3 separate regions of the Gossypium hirsutum genome follow, and all the other regions are linked to region 1. The links are chromatin contacts, called in public Hi-C maps. All regions are on one chromosome and are shown on one strand. The core of a region is the stretch at or near the end of the contact, and the rest is flanking DNA. Distances in the headings are between cores, read along the strand shown.

Region 1 (4,009 bases), core at 1,360-3,859:
GGAGAAATATTGACAAGCAAAAGTTGGAAAAAAAAAAAAAGAGATCCAGATGTGTGAGCAACTGAGCACACATGTAAATGACATAGGCATGTACAAATGAACTAATAATCTAAATGCCAGCAAGTACCTTAACAGTTATAGGCTTATCTACAGTGCCAGAAGCTGCTTGAATGATTCCTTTCATACGTAATGGTTTTGTGAGAAGAAAAGATCCAGCACCCTTATCAACAACAATATCAATTGGACACCCCATATTAATGTCAATGAAGTCCACCGTACACTCCTTTTCTATAAGTTCAACAGTACGTGCTACAGTGTCAGGATATGCCCCACATATCTGGACTCCAAACAAATCCTCGGATGAATGTCGCCTCAGCAGAGCCCATTCTGAAGCTTGACCCTGTTGCCACAGGATAAGCGCCACGGAGAAACATATGAAGCACAGAAAGCACTTTTATAGTAATAACAAATGTAAAAAACAAGAAAGGGCCACCAGAAGAGCTAGCCAAAAAGAAGTTCAACTACTAACTGTTAGCTTCCAATCAAGATGTATATTCTAATAGCAAACCAGTTAATGCAAGACATCACTAGTTTCTTATTTGGGATGCCTTGCTGAGAAAAAAAATTATGCCTATTCGTTCCCTTGGGTATACTTTAACTGGCTAACCGCAGCCCATTATTTCAATTTCTGACACTTATTGGAAGGAAAAAGTAGCAGTTTGCCCCTGATCCAAAAATCACTAGGCAGTTGTGATATGCATACCTGCAAAAGGTTGGTGCACATTGCCATTTCACCGCATGTCACATCTGCTCCCAGTGTTTTGCAAACCCTACGAAAAGGAAGATTCCCAACTGTGGTTAGAGGAGCAAGATACAACTTCTCTCTAAAATCAATAAGCATCTTTTCACGAGGGTGTATCTTGAGGCTCTTATCAGGTTCTGCATGTACATCATCAGCCAGTTCAGTTTCAGCAGATTTTTTTTCATTATACTTCTCAAGAACAGTCGCATCTTTCAAATTACATATCTTGGGGCTCCTATCAGGTTCTGCAAGTACATTATCTGCCAGTTCAGTTTCAGCAGAATTTTTTTCATTATCATTCTCCAAAACAGTTGCATCTGTCAATTTACACAACTGAGTTACAGACTAGATTAATCAGTTCAAAAATTAGTAAAGAATAAAAAATCCACAAGAAGTCTATCACCTTCCCCTTCATCAGAGCACTTTTCATCAACCAGTAACTTGGCCTTCTTCAAGGGTCTCAACTCATCAGTTTCACATGCCTCCTCAGCATTAACTGCTGCTGGAAATGTTGAAGGACACTCAGAACAGTCAACTGAATCATCAAGCACCTTTTTGCAATTGGTCTCATCAGCAGCATGAGAACCATCTAAACCAACTTCGTCTTCCTCCTTATCTACCAGCTTCTTTACTTTCCAGTTGGGCCCCTGAATTATCGCGTTGATAACAAGTTACTAACAATAAACCATAATGATTATAAAACAAGATGGAATGAACAGAAATGCAAGAAATAAGGACCAATAAAAGAATTATTTCATTGTACCGCCAGTCCAAGAGATTTAACTACAGCATCCGCTTTAGTAAAGCGCATTTTGTTTTTCCACAAAAGCTTCTGAACATCTTTGCTTAGTCCATTGACTTCAGAGCTTTTCTTCAATAAATTAGAAGTAGCAATGGGAGCATTATCCTTATGCGTGCCTGCAAATCTACAGGCTAAACCATAAGGGCAGGGTGCATCAGCTTTTATAAATGGGCAGTCACCCTCTAGATCAGCCGGTTTCTACATACAAAAAAAAAACTATTAAAAAAACCCAATTAGCAAGATTTGATCAAATTATAAAGTCAGGAAATGGGTATTCAAATACCTGAGCCATAAAGGCTTCAATGTCATGGCTGAAACGACATTTATCTTTATAAGAACATGCATTGACATCTCCCGTCTTTGCTATCTCAGGACATAGATTCAAAGGAGAATTTTGCTCCTGAAGGAGAAAAACAAATCTTCAACGATCACTTTTCAATTTACATTCCACTACTACAACAACAACAACAACAAAAAAAAAAGATTTTTTTCCCTGCCGGCAAATAACAATTGCTTTTGTAAAGGGAAACAGATCAGGTTAAGAAAATTGGGACCTGACGACGCTCTCGTTTGAGTTGCCGCTTCGATTTCTTTTCCTGGACAACGTTTGCCTGAGGTTGCTTGACGTTGGTGTCAGAGGCGGGGTTGTTTTGGGTGGTTCTAGAGGATGGTGGAGGTCGAAGAAACTCTCGCTTTACAGGTGCAATGGCTCGAGCTACTAACTCTTCCGGTGAACGTTGAGTAGTTCCATTCGGGTCCAAAGGCGGCTGTGAAGCCGGGACCCCTTCCGTCGAAGAGTCTGTAACCGCACAGATATCTTTCGGACAGTCATCCATCGATGGCGAGTTCGCTGGGTGAGGGCACTCAGTTCCCTGTCAATCTCCTGCAGTGATTAAAGCTCTGTTTCCAGTAACGAGGAGTGGCTCCTGATTAGGGTTTATGTTCAGTGGGATTGTTGTTGTAAGTGTACATAACGTGGGTAACCACATATTCACAGGGCAAAAGTGCCGCGCCTTTACTACGCGGACGGTGAGAAACAAAACGATGTCGTTGTTATCCTGAGAAGCAAACGATGCCGTTTTCATGAGGAGAGTGAGGACGAAAACGAGGCCGTGTTTTGGTGGAGAGTAAAAAGCAAACGGCGTCGTTTCATCTAAAAGGGAAAGGATAATATTATTAGAAAGATTTAAAGCCATACCATGAACTTGAGTCTAACCTCTTAAGCCACTCTACCATCCAATCGCCATGTTTGGTTTAATAAAATAGAATAAATTAGGAATGTATTAATTATGTGTAGAAATAGAATATAAAAATAATAGATATTATATTGTTTAGTTGATTGAATAGAATAAACAAGTAATAGTATTAAGCTGGCTAGATTGATAGTAAGAAAGAGAAAAGTAATAAGTGTTCAACGATATTATGATCCTTAAATTAAATAATAATATTTTTATTATTCTATTATTATTAAAATTGATATAATTCATAAAAATAATATATGTAGAAAATTTAAATATTACAATTTAGTAATATATATTATAAATATACTTAATAGTATAATATATTATTCATTTCTTAATAAATTTATAAATATTATGTCAAAACATACTATTTGAAAATGAATAATTTCACCTTTTACATTAAATAATAATAACATTATTTACCAATAATTTATTTAATTTTCAAAAATAAATCTAAAAATCATATTTAAAAATTTAGAAATATTATTAAAATCCTACTTATAAAAGTATAAAATTTTTATTTTAATATTACTTTTATCTCTTTCTTCTTTTTTTGGAGTTCTACCTGGTTTTTTTTTTAATTTAATTTAATTGACCAACTTTGATTTGTTCAGAATGTTTCCATTCTTAACTCATCATCGTGGCAACTGATCTCATTGTCACTATCAACCATCGTCAAGGCTTTATGGAATTTCATCACAGATTTCTTGTAACTTCTTTTTTTATTTTCTACTGGATTTTTCAAAAAACAAAATAACAATAAACTTTGATTACAAAAATAATCTTCAGCTTCCGTTGCATTTTTTGTGGTCTTCCATCGCTCCAAGTCTTCATTTTGGTTTTCTTAATTGTTGTGAACTCCTAAAATTTAAAGGCTTAAAATCCTTAGTGCTAATCTTAAATAGAAAAAACCGAAAAAGTTGTTTTATTGCCTCTGTAGTGAGAATGATATTGAAAAAACCAAATCAAATTTAACAAAAGTTGTCTTGGTTTAACTTGAAATGATGAGGGTAAAATTTTAAATATATATAAATGCTATTCGCTGTTGTGCGGAACAGCCATTCTTTAGTAAGAATGAAGAATAGTAATTCGTTATTGTCGGTAATGAGATATAAATTCTAAATCGGCTGAATAAGGAATTTATTAAACCAAATTATGGAATAA
Region 2 (3,501 bases), core at 455-2,954, 360 kb after region 1:
TATTTTTCTTATAATTTCTATTGATTAGAGATCATAGGAGCTTGATTTAGCTAGCCCATATACCAATTTGTAAAATTGTCTAACATTGTTGATTTCTTGAAGTTTTAGGTGCTAAATTGATAGCTTTTAAGCTTATATATGAGAAATGATTAGATTGTGAAGCTTAATTGATAGTTTCATATATTAGGGACTTAACTGAATAAAATGTAAAATTGAATGCAAAAATAAGAAATAGGAGGTCCCTAATGTATAATAGTGAAATCGGAATTCAATTTGAAACTTCAAATTGAAAGTTATATTAGTCCTGATTTTAAGGATTAAATTGAATAAATTAAAAATTTATGTAAATTGACAATCAAATGTGAATTGATTGGTTATTGATAGTGCTATATATTTTATGTTAATTTGTAACTAACTGCAATTGGAAAATGTTCAAAGATATTTTGGTAAACATAACCTTATAAAAAAATTATTAAAATATTTTGCGGGAATAAAAGGATAATTTTACGTTGACATGAAACAAACATCGAAAAAGATTAAAAATAATTTTGAATCTAATTTTTTATAATTTTTTACATGTAGACCTTTCACCTATATTATAGATTTGTGATGATTTAGTATGGATAATTATAATACATAATTCAATTAACATAACTTTTACCAATAAATATAAATGTAGTTCCAACAGCTTGTTTATGAAAAAAAACTAGGAAACAAGTAGTTTCAGGAACTTGAAACTATCCATTAATGCGTTCCACGTGACATCCACGTGAATATCTCCATTAAAAGATCCGATTTTATTTTTTTAAATTACAATTTATTCGCTAAAAACCGTAAAAGAAAAAACCTACCCAATCACTATTACATAATGGTCAAATTTAATTTTTTTAAAATTTAAATTAATTAAATTAAATTATTTAATTTTTTTGAGTTAATTCAAATAAGTGATTTGAGTTTTGAGTTTGACTCTTGTTGAACTTTATAATTCGAATAACTTAATATTATTTTGATTCATACTTTTGAAAATGAGCATATTGATCTTTCAAAACAAAAAAAATTCAATTTTTTTTAAAATTTAAATCTTTATAAAAATTTAAAATTTCTATATTTTTTAAGAATATAAAAAATTATAAAATAAAATTCTAAAAAATATATAACAAAAATAACAATAATGTAGGGGATGTAAATAAGTAAATTAATGATCTAAGTCATACTAGAGTATTATTTTTCTCTTATTTAATTTTGAAAGAGTTTTTAAATATATATAATTTGAAATTTATATACTCTAAAATAGAATTAATTATATAATAACATAATGTTAATGTAATATTTTTTAATTTAACTCTAACAATATTACTTATTTTAAATTTTATTTCAATTAAATTAAACTAAGTTTAATAGGAATCCAAACAATGACAAGCTTTGTACGAAATTTTTTTGTTTTTACGATAAAATTCATCCTCATCGTTCCATTTGGCTTTATTTTTCTTCTATAAATGAAATATGGACCCAGAATTGCTCAGGCCACGCGGCAACCCGACGCAGATCAACCGTTAGCAAAACGAATCTCTGTATCAACGGCCCAAAAAAACCCCCAAAACCGAAATTTTAATATTTACAATTTTTTTCGTTTTGAGTAAGATTGAAAAAACGCGAGAAATTGATAAAATATAAGTTCGGGTACCCCAACTCCAACCCCGTTGCCCAAGTATGCCCGTGAAACCGCCTATATAAAGGAGGCATCTTTGTTCGAGCAATTCTCGCTCACTCAACCATTTCTAACGTATTCTTTGAATATTATTTCTATAATAATATCAAAGCCCTCCCTGTTTTTCTCTGATTTTCCCTCATTTTCCGGGAAAATCTTTTTTCTTCCTCATTCCGCTAATCTCATTTACTTTCTTGATTCCTTATTTTTATTTTCTTCTTTTTTTTTGTGTTTCAAGATCTGCATGGTGAAGTCCATTTTCGCAGCATAAATTTTGTTCCTTTACATAGAAAGGAAAAATCCAACTTTAAATCTATTAAAAATATTCTTCTGAAGGGATCGGCGTGGGGATTTTGAAGTTTAGGGTAAAACGGAAGTGCTGCTCCGGTTGTAATTGAGTCCTCTACTGCTTCTTTTGAGGGAGTAGCCGGGGCCTCGGCCTCGGCGGGTTTTAAAGCTCCCACCTTTTGAAACCTATCAAATCTTAACCTTTTTTTTTCGAATCTTCGTTTAGTTAGTCTCAGATTCATTGTAGGGATGCCGGCCCTGGCTTGCTGCGTAGATGCTGCTGCCGTAGCGCCTCCTGGTTACGCGGCTTTCTTTGCTGGGGACAGCTCCCTTCCCTCGGCGGTCCCTTTTTCCGCCTCCACCGCCGACGCCGCTGATTCCAACTCAACCCATTGGTCCCCAGCGCACTCCTCCGCTCTCTACCGCATCGACGGATGGGGAGCCCCCTACTTTTCCGTCAATAACGCCGGCAATATCACCGTTCGTCCGTACGGAACGGACACTCTGGCCCACCAAGAAATCGATTTGCTGAAAATCGTTAAGAAAGTCTCGGATCCGAAATCTGTGGGCGGGCTGGGTTTACAGCTTCCCCTTATTGTTCGGGTGCCCGATGTGCTGAAAAACCGGCTCGAGTCTCTTCAATCGGCTTTTGAATCAGCCATCCAAGCCCAAGGCTACGAGTCTCATTACCAAGGCGTTTATCCCGTGAAATGTAACCAAGATAGGTTCGTTGTTGAAGACATAGTTAAATTCGGGGCGCCCTTCCGCTTCGGGCTTGAGGCCGGGTCAAAACCCGAACTTCTCCTTGCCATGAGCTGCCTTTGCAAGGGAAACCCAGAGGCGTTATTGGTCTGCAATGGTTTCAAAGATGCTGAGTACATTTTCCTTGCCTTGCTAGCAAGGAAGCTCGCGTTGAACACTGTAATTGTTCTTGAAGAAGAGGAGGAGGTGGATTTGGTTATTGAAATAAGCAAGAAACTTTCTGTTCGACCCGTGATTGGAGTCCGAGCCAAGCTGAGAACCAAACACTCGGGTCATTTCGGATCCACCTCGGGTGAGAAAGGTAAGTTCGGGTTGACAACGATCCAGATTTTAAGGGTTGTTAAAAGGCTTCAGGATTCGGGGATGCTTGATTGTCTGCAATTGTTACACTTCCATATTGGATCCCAAATCCCTTCAACAGCTTTGCTTCAAGCTGGTGTCGTCGAAGCTGCTCAAATCTATTCCGAATTAGTCCGTCTTGGTGCTGACATGAAAGTTATTGACATTGGAGGCGGCCTTGGAATCGATTACGACGGGTCAAAATCCGGTAATTCTGATCTCTCTGTTTCTTATGGCCTTCAGGAATATGCTTCAGCTGTTGTTAATGCTGTTCGGTTTGTCTGTGACCGTAAATCTATCAAGCATCCAATTATCTGTAGTGAAAGTGGTAGAGCTATTGTTTCCCATCATTCTATTTTGATATTTGAGGCCATGTCTGCTACTGCTCCTACTACCCCAGCAAT
Region 3 (3,730 bases), core at 300-2,799, 390 kb after region 1:
TAAAAACATCAAAAAAATATTTCCCAACAAATTGAAAATTAATTTTAAAAAATATGTAGACTTAAATAACACTAAGATAAATACAACTTAACAAGCAAATGCCTCTAAAATAATAACAAAATTAACAAATTCTTTTAAAATAATAACAAAATAAATAATAAAATAAATTTTATACAATATCTAAACAATAACAATAAAATATTAACAACATAACAGTAAAATGGTAGCAAAATAGGGAGAAAATAACAAGAAAATAACATTAAAAAAAAGAGCATATTTTTTTGTCTTTTAGTGAATTCGGGCCAGGCTGGGCCGAGGCAAAAAATACCTTACCCGAGTCTCGGTCGTTTTTTAAACGGGCCTTATTTTTTATCCAAGCCCATTTTTTGGGCCTATATTTTTGCTCAAACCCTCCCACATTTTGGGTGGGCCTTCAGGCCTCGAGTGGCCCGACCCATAATTAGGTCTAATCTAATGAGATTATGTTATGATTTTTATTAATTCATATTTTAATAATAATTATATTAAAATATGATTAAAATTATTATTATTTTTATTAAATTATATTTAATAATAATCCTGTTAAAATTTAATAACAATAACAATAATTATCTACCTAAAAAAAATTCTGCTAATAGTACTTTGGTCATTTAAGCCTTTTTCCCTATGCTATTACAACATTTATTCCATTCAACCAAACACAAGAATACTATTACAACTCAATTCCATTCCATTCAATGAAACGATTGAATTACTGATTACAATTCTATTCTAGTGATCAATCGAGCTAACAATTATAATTCATAATTACTTTTAATTTTTTTTAAACAATCTCGTTATAAGTTTTGATCATATTTGTTCTTTTTTACACAATACCTAGAACTACCCATGCCCCTCTACGACCCATAAATAGGAAAATAATGCGCTTTATCACACTCGAACCCATATTCTATTGCATTAGCAACAATGCTCATACTAATTAAACTAAGACTCAATTAACTAATTATCTTTAAATTTTAATTACCTAAAAATAACTCTATAAATAGCGCCTTATCAACTTTCTAAATGAAAGTTAAACTTTTTTTTCTTATAGCTTTCATTAAGAAAAAAAGAAAAATTAATATTTTTGTTTTAAAAATGGGAACTTTACTTTCTTAGATTAATTTTAATTTTTAAATTAAAGATATTTCATTTATCAAATATTATTATTTTTAATTGATTCTAATATCAGTTATAATATTTTTAAATGTGATACTAATATTTTTATTTTTAAAATATTAAAAATATTAAAAACTTAAATGAACTAATTTAATAAATTTTAATTATTAAATACAAAAATTTCGTGCTTTACATAGATAAAAAAATAGTATATATATAAGTACTTGAATATCAAATTTTACTTAAAAGACATTATTCTTTTTTAAAAATATTTATGAAAAGGACTTAGTTAAAACAAAGTTTTTTATTTTATTTTATTTTTGAAAATTAAAAAAAAGTAAAATAGAGGTTACAAAAAAGTGGATTAAATGAAAGCAATGTAAAATGGGTCCAAATAGAAAAGAGGGTTGGTTAATAAGTAGCCCAAAATAAAATATAAAGCCTAATGATTCTATTTCTAGGCTTCTATTGTCTGCCTCCGTTACTGATAGATAGCCGTGGAAATGGCGATAATTCAGTGGTGCGGCACCGTAGCAACGAGAGTGGTGATGAAGCAGTGGCCTGCTCTATCATGGGCTTCGCCGATTGGAGTAATGGCGTCGCCGCCGGCACCGACCCTTTGCGGCAGAGGTGACAAGAAGACGAAGAAAGGGAAGAGATTCAAAGGATCGTACGGGAACGCCAGACCCAAGAAAGAGAAGAAGATAGAACGTATCAAAGACAAGGTCGAAGTTCCCAGGTCTACCCCTTGGCCTCTCCCCTTCAAGCTCATCTGATTATTTTTCAAAAACTATGCTTTTTTTTCTCTTTTGTAATAGCTGTAATAATAAAGCAAAAACTTTTGTACAATTTTCAGGGTTTTTGTTATTAGTAGCTTTGCTTTTATATTTGTTGGTTTAAGTTCTAGAAACAATTTTAAGTGTTTTGAATGGTTGTTGCATAAGAGCCAGAGAAAACCCTAATTATTATATGCAGCAATTATTAATAGTTGAGGAAGCAGAGCCCCTAGGAAACTGTGAGTCTTTTTCAGATAAGCTGAATTAGGAGTTAGAGTGGTCTTGAGTAAGATACCATTCATGAGTTGAAAATTGGGAATTTAGGAGTGAGATGATGGTTCTTCATGGTAAATGATTTATGGTTTTAGGAAGAACCAGTTTTACGGATGTTTACTTGAATGCATGTCCCTGGTTTAATTCAAGGGCTTGGTTTTCATCTGCTGCAACATAAAGCATGGCCTCAGAAAACGTTTAGGTTAGGAGAGGCAATTCCGGTTTCCATAGGCCTCATAGATAGATCACCCATCAAATGAGGTTGCTGCCCAGAGTACTGAAATTCTAGTGCAGACCCTAAACAGTCAAATAATGAACCTTTGAAGATATATCTCGGATCCAAATTTTTGGAAGGTATGTCATATTTCATAATAGCTATACTGGATATAGGTTTTTTTTAAAAAAAAAAATTGTTTCATAGTTAATCTGATTTAGAATAAGAGAGGAGAGATCATTTACCTTTTGCTAAAAATCAACATTTGCAAACCCCTGCATTACTTTGTTGCCTGTGTTTCCCAAAGTTACATGTGAGCTAAGGAACAAAGCATCTGCCTCAGAGCTCAAGGTTCAAGTGACTCAATTCTCCTTTAATCTCTGTAGAATGTCAAGTAAAAAACACTTCAAAACCTGCATTAGCGCATGATGAAACCCAGTTTCATGTCTTCAATCTTTTCTATGGTGAAGGGTTCCAAGATTCGAAATACAAATAAATTGGTGGTGACCCTATTTGAAGTCATTAAGATTATAGTGCCTGCTCTCCCCTGACCATTGTCAACCAGATCACTGACATTGTGATAACAGTTAATGAGTCCCGACTTGAGAGAGCTTAACCCCAAAATGTTCTTACCTAAAACAGATTACAATGCATCTTCTTCATTCTCGTCCAGCATCACTCTCTCACTCTGGGCAAATAAAACTAATAAAACAGAGGAGCTTTGCCGTAAAACTCTGTAATGGACACTATTTTTTTTACTTGTAAGCATTCTAGGAATTACCAATCTATGTCTCAATCGGGTCAATTTTATTGCATATAATATGATTTTACATGGCGACGATGAAACGAGTACGAAGGTGGTGAAATGTTTTATATTGATATTGTTTTGCACCATCACTATACATCATTAGCTGAGAATTTTGTATGTTTTTTACTTTTGTGACCCACAATATTAGATTTCAACTAAATCCATTGAACCCTGAACGGCAACGCTGTTTTTTTTTTCAATCCATAAAATTTGAACCTGAAATCTTACTTGAAGAAAATATCCACACCCAACATCTGTTGGTGCCAAATTGCAAATTTATGCTATCGTGTTTTGTTTGTTTCATGGAGCATAAGGGCGTTTTACCACATATGAGCTAATAAGTAATAATACTTGTATGAATAATTCGTTTAAAAGCCAATGCCAAGAAAGCGAAGGTCTTGCATGCTGCCACCATCATAATTAGGTTTCCTTGCAATTTCTACGATAAAATTAACCCGAAAAACATGCAAATACACGACCTGTCAAAATCCATTTAACAAA

What was found. A called contact is a pair of places that touch in the nucleus more often than the background predicts.
Region 2: a contact with region 1 is called in a Hi-C map of leaf, with 1.7 times the contacts expected there. The contact joins the promoter of LOC107893794 here to the promoter of LOC107903715 in region 1. A contact is called at or near these places in 3 of 34 Hi-C or Micro-C datasets (leaf and seedling).
Region 3: a contact with region 1 is called in a Hi-C map of leaf, with 2.4 times the contacts expected there. The contact joins the promoter of LOC107893790 here to the promoter of LOC107903715 in region 1. A contact is called at or near these places in 11 of 34 Hi-C or Micro-C datasets (callus, hypocotyl, leaf and 1 more).

Annotation. Positions count from the first base shown.
Region 1 is chrA13:43,538,514-43,542,522 of Gossypium_hirsutum_v2.1, forward strand. It overlaps LOC107903715 (tRNA-dihydrouridine(47) synthase [NAD(P)(+)]-like), which reads right to left and starts at 2,610. Exons shown (of 10, transcript XM_041086141.1): 1 at 2,159-2,610; 2 at 1,888-2,004; 3 at 1,566-1,802; 4 at 1,206-1,449; 5 at 764-1,047; 6 at 128-400. The coding sequence starts at 2,440.
Region 2 is chrA13:43,896,185-43,899,685 of Gossypium_hirsutum_v2.1, forward strand. LOC107893794 (arginine decarboxylase) reads left to right here and starts at 1,705. Exons shown (of 1, transcript XM_016818886.2): 1 at 1,705-3,501. The coding sequence starts at 2,246.
Region 3 is chrA13:43,931,562-43,935,291 of Gossypium_hirsutum_v2.1, forward strand. LOC107893790 (30S ribosomal protein S31, mitochondrial) reads left to right here and starts at 1,550. Exons shown (of 1, transcript XM_016818885.2): 1 at 1,550-2,007. The coding sequence starts at 1,662. The coding sequence ends at 1,934.